Regions from separate parts of the Sus scrofa genome. Here regions 2 and 3 are each linked to region 1. A link is a contact called in public Hi-C data. All regions are on one chromosome and are shown on one strand. Each heading gives the region's core, a stretch centred on a gene start, on an enhancer-like site or on the middle of the called end of the contact. The rest is flanking DNA. Distances are from core to core; before and after follow the strand shown.

Region 1 (2,700 bases), core at 17-2,516:
AAGCCAGGCAGAGCATGGGGGCGGTTACACATGTGCACATCAACACGGGTGCTCATGGCTTTGCACAAACATGTGAACACTCAGACATGTGCAGGCTCTGGGCAACTTTTTCTGATCCTAGCCAGGTCATTTCCCAGGCATGTGACTTCATGTTTCTAAGACTCAGTTTCCACATCTATCAAAAGGGGCATGATTCATATCTCCAGTGATGGAGTCTAAGAATCTCTGATTCTGTAGCCAGATTAGAACCATTGTGAAAGGAACCAGGAAGACCCTAGAAGGATCTTTGGAGGAAGAGGCTGGGGAGCATCATGCAGTTGGGGGCCCTGTGGCCATGTTGATCCATCTCATTCCTCCCCTAGGAACTCCTTGAACAGAGCCAGTTTCCGGAAGGCTGATGTCTGAACCCACAGGGCCTGAAGCCACACGCCAGAGGAACCAGCAGCCTGGCCTCAGTTGTCTGTGCCTTCCTGAGAGTCTCCCCCCACTGCCCACTTAGCCCTGGGTGACCACACTGCACATGGGGCTGGGCCCTCTGTTCCTCTGTCCTCATCTGTGTGCACTGATGCTCCTTACCTTTTCTAATTTAAAATGGTTTTTATAAACAGCCTGTGTGGTATGGTCCCTGGGGTCTGGGTCCTGGGTACACTTTACCTGCACACCCTGGCTATTGATGCACAGACACTGAGAACCACTTGGGTGCCAGGGACACATCAGTGACAATAGATGCAATTCCTGCCCTTTTAGAGCCGACATTCTAGCAAGGAAGGCAAAACACAAATGACAGTGTCACATGGGTGCATGGGAAATAATGGTAACACTTACTAAACCCTTGCTGAATGCCCAGTCCTGCATAATTGGTGCCCAGAAAGACACTCCCCTGTTTATGAGCCTTTCTGCCTGAGGGACCTCCCTAGGTCCCTGCCTCATGGTTGGTGAATCTGATCAACTCCATGGTCTTAACCCTGCTTTACAGATGGGGAAACTGAGGCAGCAAGCAGTTGAAAGCTTGGTAGGGTTAGGAACTGAGCCTAGGCATTAGCTTTGGCCTGTGCAGCTTCGCCTTGACCAGGGCCCCCCCTGCCTGCCCCGTGGTGGTCACGCCACCGTGTACCAGGCCCGCGCTGGGCGGCTTCCAGCCCTGGGCTGGCTGGGGGAGGGGTGACCTCCTATAGCCGCCGCCGTCACCACCCGCCCTCAAGGCCCTCCAGGAGCTGGGCCCTGGCCAGCTCCGCCCCGCCAGCTCCGCCCCCTCCAGCCCCCCCCCCCCGCAGCGGCCCAGCTGCAGCAGACCGAGGAGGACACGGTTGCGGGAGGACCCTGCCCTGGGGAGTGGAGGAGGGGTTGGAGTTCGGACACCCCCACGTGCGCGCACACACACACACCTGCCCTCCAGGTGCATTTGTGTCCCCACCCCCACTTCCCCTACACCGCGGCCGGGCTGCCTGGGACTGGAGGGAGCGGGGGTGGTCTGGAGGGGGCGGGGCGGGGCGGGGCGGAGCTACTGCCGAGGGCCGGGCGACCGGGCGGCGGCGCGGAGGACGCACGGGCGGCGGGACGCTGGGACGGCGGCGGCCGGATTGCGCGAGGCGAGTAGCACCCGGGCTGGGTCAGGGTTCGAGTCCGGTTCGGGGTTCGAGCGTGGTCCCCACTCCACCCCACCCCATCCCGCCTTCAACCCCCGGGCTCGACCTCGCAGGTCTCTACAGCCGCTGCCTCCAACTCCGTTATCTATGCCCAAACTTTCCGCACTTCCAGCGTCTCGGTCCCCGCGCCGCTGTCCCGTCCCCATCTTTGACCCTGTCCCAGCTTCTCTCCCCCGGCCCCATCCTCCGTCTGTATCTCCCTGTCCCTTCGCCCCATCATTGCCTTCCCCCTTACCCTCCCCCTTGTCTCCGTCCTCCTTTCCACCTCTGTCCCTCCCCACCAACCTCCACTCTCTATCCTCCCTCGCCCTCCTCCGCAGCCGGGCCAGAGCCAGGCCCCAGGCGGCGGGAAGGCGTCCGGGCGTCCGGCCGGGCTGGGCCTCGGCCTGCGGCTGGGCCGGCGTGGGGAGCGGCAGCTGTTTGCCATTAACTGGGGACCCCGCAGACCCCGCCCTCTCCCTCCACGGGGCGGGGTCCTCCTCACCCCCGTCTTTGGGGCGGGGAGAGGAATGGGAGACCCCAGGGACGTACAGGCTGGTCTGGGAGAGGGGCTTTAGGGAGACCCCGCCGGACTTCTGGCCTGCCTCGGACCCCGCCTGCGCCCTTTCCCTGAGCTTCCCACCTGTCCTCTCTTGGAGTGTCCTGTCTCTCTTCCTATCCTGTGTCCTCCCCATTCTCCAGGGGTCCCATAGAAAGAGAGGACCCTCAGCCACAGACACCCACCACCACTACACTGACCCCCACCATCTGCTGTCTCCACCTTGAGTCGCCTTCCCACGTGGAGGACCCTCAGAGGGCTGGAGAAGCTCAGACCCCAGTCTCTCTCAGAGAAATGGGCAGAGGGATGTGGCGAGGAGGGTGAAGTTGCCTTCGCTGCCAATGGGGAATCTACCAGCCACTTCCCCCTTTGGTGACCCTGGGCAAGTCACTGTACCTCATAGATACCTCATCTGTAAAATAGGGTGATAACTACTCACCTCATTTATCCTGATCAAATGAGTTGTTTGGATGGTGATTATACTTACTACTGTTATTTGCTGTACCCCTCTCCACC
Region 2 (2,700 bases), core at 32-2,531, 210 kb after region 1:
ATGAGGAAACTAAGAGGTTCAGAAAAATTAAGTTATTTGCCTAAGGTCACATAGCTAAGTAACCAGCAACGCCAGAAATCAAACCCAACTCCAGTCTGTCAATTGAAAGTGAAAACTTACTTCAAATTCCTAGGAAGTGGTTCTAACATTATTCCCTACTTTACCTAAGGATTCACTGGGGGTGGGGGCGTGGGGTGGCTACCTAGGCTAGTCTTCAAGATCGGCACAAAACACCTTCTCCTTAAAGATCCACATCTTAAATAAAAGCGTTAATCTGGAAAATCAATTGCGAGGAAGGGAAAAGGATGGAAAACTAAAACAAAGCTTTCAACAGCAGTTCTCCCGGTCCTTCCCGACTAGCTGCGGATCCTCCGATTTAAGGCAAACATTCTGGAGTCACTACTTTACAAGGGGCTGAAAGAGTTATTTACCTTGCCTTGAAAACCTAAAATTGACTTTTTAAAAATGAAATTTTAGGTCATCTAAACCAATTGTGCTGCTAATGTTCATGTCCAGGCGACGCTGGACATATCTGGGGGTTTTCCTACTGAGCGATGACCGCAGCCTTGTTAAAAGGCAACAATCGAGTCGGACCCGTTACAACGTAGCCAGAATAGCCCGGACGCCTGGCTATTGTTATAGCCGCAGCTGAGACCGCGATGGGGGCCGGGCCCGTGGCCCGCCGACTGGGCGAAGAGCTTTGTCCGGCGACCCCGGCGAGAGCGCGCGCGAGGGGCGCGCGGCCTCCACGCGGCCCGGGCCCCCACCCCACCCGCCGCGGATACTGTAGCCGCCGCGGCCTCGATGCACTGTGGCCTTCCCCGCGCGCGCGGTGCAGGCCAGGCGTCTTGACCCTCGGGCGCCGCCGTACCCCGGCCCTGCTCCGGGCGCCGGCGGCCCCCTCCCCCCTCGGAACCCCGGCTCCATTCAAACCGTCCTCCCAAGCCCCGCGCCGCGCTCCCCCCGCGATCTGCGTTCCTTACCGGGAGTCGCCGGTGCCGTCGCCTTCCTGGCGCCGCCCCCGCCCCTCCGCGCGAGGCCGGGGGCAGAATGGGCGTCTCGCCTCTTCTCACGAAACAAAGAAGCCGCCGCTGCCGCCGCCAAGCGAGGGTAAGCCTCGCGCGCGCGCCCGCCGGCCTCGGCCGCCCCCCCCACGCCACCCGCGCCCCCGCTGCGCGCGCACTCGTCACCTCCCCTCCCCCCCACCACTAAGCGCCTCTCCCGCTTCCGCCGCCCGCCCGGTCTCGTGCGCGTGCCCGCCCGCCCTTCCGCTCCTAGAGCGCGTGCGTGTCGGCCGCGGGGGTGGGGTGGGGAGGGGGCGGGGCCAGAGAGAGCTAGCGCCCCGGACGCACCTCCCTACTTTGTGCGGGACGCGCCTGCGCTTGCGCATGGGGGTGGTTCTTCGCCTTCCGCACGTCGTGCGTCGCCACTGCTCCGAGCATGCGCAGAGCGGGCGCCACTGCGGCGGCGGTAGTGGTGGTGGTAGTGATGGTGGTGGTGGGTGGCTGGGGGATGGGACTGGATGGCGGCAGGGTCTTTGGGGAAGGGGTGGCAGAGGGGCCCTGAGACCGGGAAGTGAGGATGCAAGGCAGTGCTTGAGGGGAAGAGGCGGGGAGGCTGGGCCAGAGATGAGCAGAGCCGGCCTCCGGGTCAAGGGCGAACTTAGGAACCGTTTTCATCCTTGGTAGGGGGGATGTGGTGCCCTTTGGGCAGTCTGACGGGTACGGACTGTGGCTGTCTTTTGTGCAGAGCCTATGTAAGGCTATTAATTAGCAGATATTTATTGATTTGCTGTTGAGTTGCGGCACCGGACATAAAATTTCAGCTGCTGTGGCTCTCATGATCTAATGGGGGAGGCAGGCGCGAGGCAAGAGAACCAAGTAAAATATAAAATACACTGTGTTGAAATGGAGACATGAAAAGTGGTGGAAATTTTAAAGCGGCAGCTAGGGAAGGCCGCGTTGGGAAGACATTTGAGTCCAGTAGTAAAAGCAGTGAGGGAGAGAGCCTTGTTAGAAGTATGAAGGCCTAGAGCTTGTAGGCGGCTTCCTCTATGTTTTTAAAGTATCTCCAGCCCCACCTCATTTAGCCCCACAACTGAGCAAATGCTCCCCAAAGTCAAGTCCCACAGCCTGTGACTGTCCCTATCCCTGCTTCTCCCAGGCCCACTCTTCCTCATTTTTCAGGTCTCAGTTGACTTACCACCTCCACCAGTCTTGCCTCCTCTTTGATCACTGCCTCCATTCCCTTTCCTTCACATTTCTTGGGTACCTTTTTAAGTTTTTTTATTATAGTTGATTTATAATATCCTGTCAGTTTCTGCTGTACAGCATCCTTCTCTTCAATTTAAATGGCATGATGTTGTCAATTTTAGTCCCTAGTGAATACCCAGCATCTACTGTAGTGTGCCACCCCCACCCCCCCACAAGACAGTTTAAAAAATTTTTTTAGGGAGTTCCCATCGTGGCTCATCAGTAACGAATCTGACTGGCATCCATGAGGATGAAGGTTCGATCCCTGGCCTTGTTCAGTGAGTTAAGGATCCTGCATTGCTGAGCTATAGTGCAGGTCACAGACACAGCTTGGATCCTGTGTTGCTGTGGTGTAGGCCAACAGCTACAGCTCTGATTCCATGCCTAGTCTGAAAACATCCATATACTGTGGGTGTGGCCCTAAAAAAAAAAAAATTTTTTTTTTTTA
Region 3 (2,700 bases), core at 177-2,676, 250 kb after region 1:
TTTAACTGTTTGAAGGACTGCCATACCATTTTCCAAAGTGGTTGTCATCACATCTGTTTTTACTCTTACCCTTTTTTTTTTGCTTTCCATACCTGCAGCATATGGAGGTTCCCAGGCTAGGGGTCAAATCGGAGCTGTAGCTGCTGGCCTATACCACAGCCACAGCAACTTGGGATCCAAGCCACATCTGCAGCCTACACTGCAGTTCCTGGCAATGCCAGATCCTTAACCCACTGAGCAAGGCCAGGGATCAAACCCACATTCTCATGGGTACTAGTTGGGTTCCTCACAGCTGAGCCAAAACTGGAACTCCTACTCTTGTCTTCTAATTAGAGCAAGTGATACTAGCTGCCACATAAGATATTGATGGGAAACTTCCCCTGAGAAAAGTCAGTAGGTGAAACAATGAGCCCACTGAAATAAAACTAAGCTTCTGCTCAAAAATCTAAGCATAGAGTACCCAAAGGCATACCCCCAGCTGGCCTGCTCTTCAGGTTGATTTGTAGACCACATATGAACTTTCAAGGTGGGCTTTTTTGTTCTTATTTTACTGGCTGCAACCCTGCATATGGGAGGTCCTGGGGCAGGAGTCGAATCTGAGCCGAAACTGCAAGCTACAGTAGAGCAACATCTGATCCTTTTACCTACTGCACTGGATTGGGGATCAAACCCTCAACCTCCTCAGCACCCAGAGCTGCTACAGTCAGACTCTTCACCCACTGCACCATAGCAGGAACTCCAGGGATTTTTTTTTTGTTCTTTACCTTTCTTCTTTTGTGTTTATGCTTTAAAACAAATGGCACAAACATTTCTACTTTATTTGGCTATTAATCTGGAACAAACCTTGAACAAGGGGTAGACAGGAAGATTTTTCTGACAACTTCTCTGGCAATTTTGCATATTCCATCTTCACAGTGGTTCCAGGAGATGTTCATGGATCTGTCAGTAGAAACAACAAGCTCATACAGAATCTGTAGTAGTCTCATGTCCTTGGAGCTGCTGACATGTTAATTTCCTCACACCCTTTTTATCAGGATAATAGCTAGAATGATTGCAGCTAATAGGACCAGGCCCAGCTGTCTCCATGGTAACATTGTACCCTATCAATGTCACTTGCATCCATCCAAGAACATAGTTCATAGGATCAGTGCCAGTCATCTCCATAGTAACATTGTACCCTATAAGTGCCAGTTTCATCTGCCTAAGAATGTGGTTACACAGGGATCAAGGCAAACCTGGGCTAGGAAAAGATACTGGTATGTTTTAAATTTCCATTTTATCAGTTTCCATCTCTGTGAATCAAGTTTACAAATTTTTTTTTTTTTTGTCTTTTTGCCATTTCTTGGGCTGCTCCTGCGGCATATGGAGGTTCCCAGGCTAGGTGCCCAATCGGAGCTGTAGCTTCCTGCCTATGCCAGAGCACAGCAACACAGGATCCAAGCCGCGTCTGCAACCTACACCACAGCTCACAGCAACACCAGATCCTTAACCCACTGAGCAAGGCCAGGGATCAAACCCACAACTAATAGTTCCTAGTCGGATTCGTTAACCACTGTGCCACGACGGGAACTCCAAAGTTTACAATGTTTTAAGAGCAGAAAGTCTTGGAAGTTCCAGGGTGGCACAGCAGGTTAAAGATCCAGCTATGGCACAGGTCACAATTGCAGCGTGGGTTTGATCCCTGGCCTGGGAACTTCCACATGACACAGGCGCAGCCAAAAAAAAGAGCAGAAAAGCTCATAATGAGCCTTTGTTATTTTGCAAGGTGGCATTTCAAAGCAAAGCTACATGGAGTAGTGGCTTGAAATCCTATAGGCAAAGGGATCTTCTAGTGAACACATGCTGAAGAGGAACAGCCTCCAAGCCATGGTCTCAAGAGTAGAGACAATTAGGGAGTTCCCATTGTGGCTTATCGGGTTAAGAACCTGACTAGCATCCATGGGGATTCAAGTTTGATCCCTGGCTTCAGTAAGTGGGTTAAAGGATATGGTGTTGCCATTAGCTGCGGCATTAGGTCTCAGATGCAGCTCAGATCTGGCATTGCTGTCTGCGGCATAGGCTGGCAGCTACAGCTCTGATTCTACCCCTAGTCTGGGAACTCCCATATGCCACAAGTGTGGCCCTAAAAAGGAAAAAAAAAAAAAAAAAGACTAGAGACAATTAGGAGTCTTGCTCTTTGAAATGAAGTAGGCTTATGTTGGCAGCATTACAAAATCCAAGTTTGGTGCCCAACATACACTGAGGCCAAACAATACAAAAACATCACGAGTTAACGATTTTGGAGCAGATAAAGATTTATTGCTGAGCCATGCAAGGAGACAGGTGGCTCATGTCTTTTAAAAAAACCCTAAACTCCTCAAAGGCTTTCAGCAAAGCCTTTTTATAGGAAAGGTGAGAGAGGGGAGTGGTTATTTGTTGCAAACTTCTTGGTGTCAGATCCTTTGTTCTGGCAGCTGCCCTTTTAGGTCAGGTCACCGTCAGGTCACAATGTCCCTGTCAAGTTCTCAAAACAAACTTTATTTTCAATTCTGCAACTTTTAATCTATCTAAAGCTGTAATATACAAGAAAAGGACAGGGAGGCATTAAGTTCTGTCTCCACGCCTCCTTGCAGCTTTTAACACTTAGCAAATCCCATAAGCAAAGTGACATCATTACCCCTCATCTTATTTGTTCAAGGTTAGTTAGTCCGACACTCAGCT

The links. Hi-C and Micro-C count contacts between places; a contact is called where the count stands out from the background.
Region 2: a Hi-C map of heart right ventricle shows a contact between it and region 1, with 4 times the contacts expected there. The contact joins the promoter of SMARCA4 here to the promoter of KANK2 in region 1. A contact is called at or near these places in 1 of 5 promoter capture datasets (fetal liver), 2 of 47 Hi-C or Micro-C datasets (fetal heart ventricle and heart right ventricle) and 1 of 2 datasets of contacts at active chromatin or transcription factors (alveolar macrophages).
Region 3: a contact with region 1 is called in a Hi-C map of heart right ventricle, with 4 times the contacts expected there. The contact joins the enhancer-like site here to the promoter of KANK2 in region 1. A contact is called at or near these places in 2 of 5 promoter capture datasets (fetal liver and liver), 20 of 47 Hi-C or Micro-C datasets (alveolar macrophages, blood, embryonic fibroblasts and 13 more) and 1 of 2 datasets of contacts at active chromatin or transcription factors (skeletal muscle).

What each region holds. Positions count from the first base shown.
Region 1 is chr2:69,923,760-69,926,459 of Sscrofa11.1, reverse strand. KANK2 (KN motif and ankyrin repeat domain-containing protein 2) reads left to right here and starts at 1,266. Exons shown (of 14, transcript XM_021083853.1): 1 at 1,266-1,396. DOCK6 (dedicator of cytokinesis protein 6) reads left to right here. Exons shown (of 49, transcript XM_021083867.1): 49 at 363-605. The coding sequence ends at 405.
Region 2 is chr2:69,715,756-69,718,455 of Sscrofa11.1, reverse strand. It overlaps SMARCA4 (transcription activator BRG1), which reads right to left and starts at 1,281. Exons shown (of 34, transcript XM_021083849.1): 1 at 984-1,281. LOC110259342 (a long non-coding RNA gene) reads left to right here. Exons shown (of 2, transcript XR_002341646.1): 1 at 1-1,110.
Region 3 is chr2:69,676,392-69,679,091 of Sscrofa11.1, reverse strand. The region is part of intron 1 of LOC110259342 (a long non-coding RNA gene); the gene reads left to right. Among named protein-coding and RNA genes, the nearest start is that of YIPF2, 28 kb to the right of the region's middle. Within about 2 kb of position 1,426, at least 7 of the 83 cell types and tissues checked have an H3K27ac peak or open chromatin away from gene starts, as enhancers often do.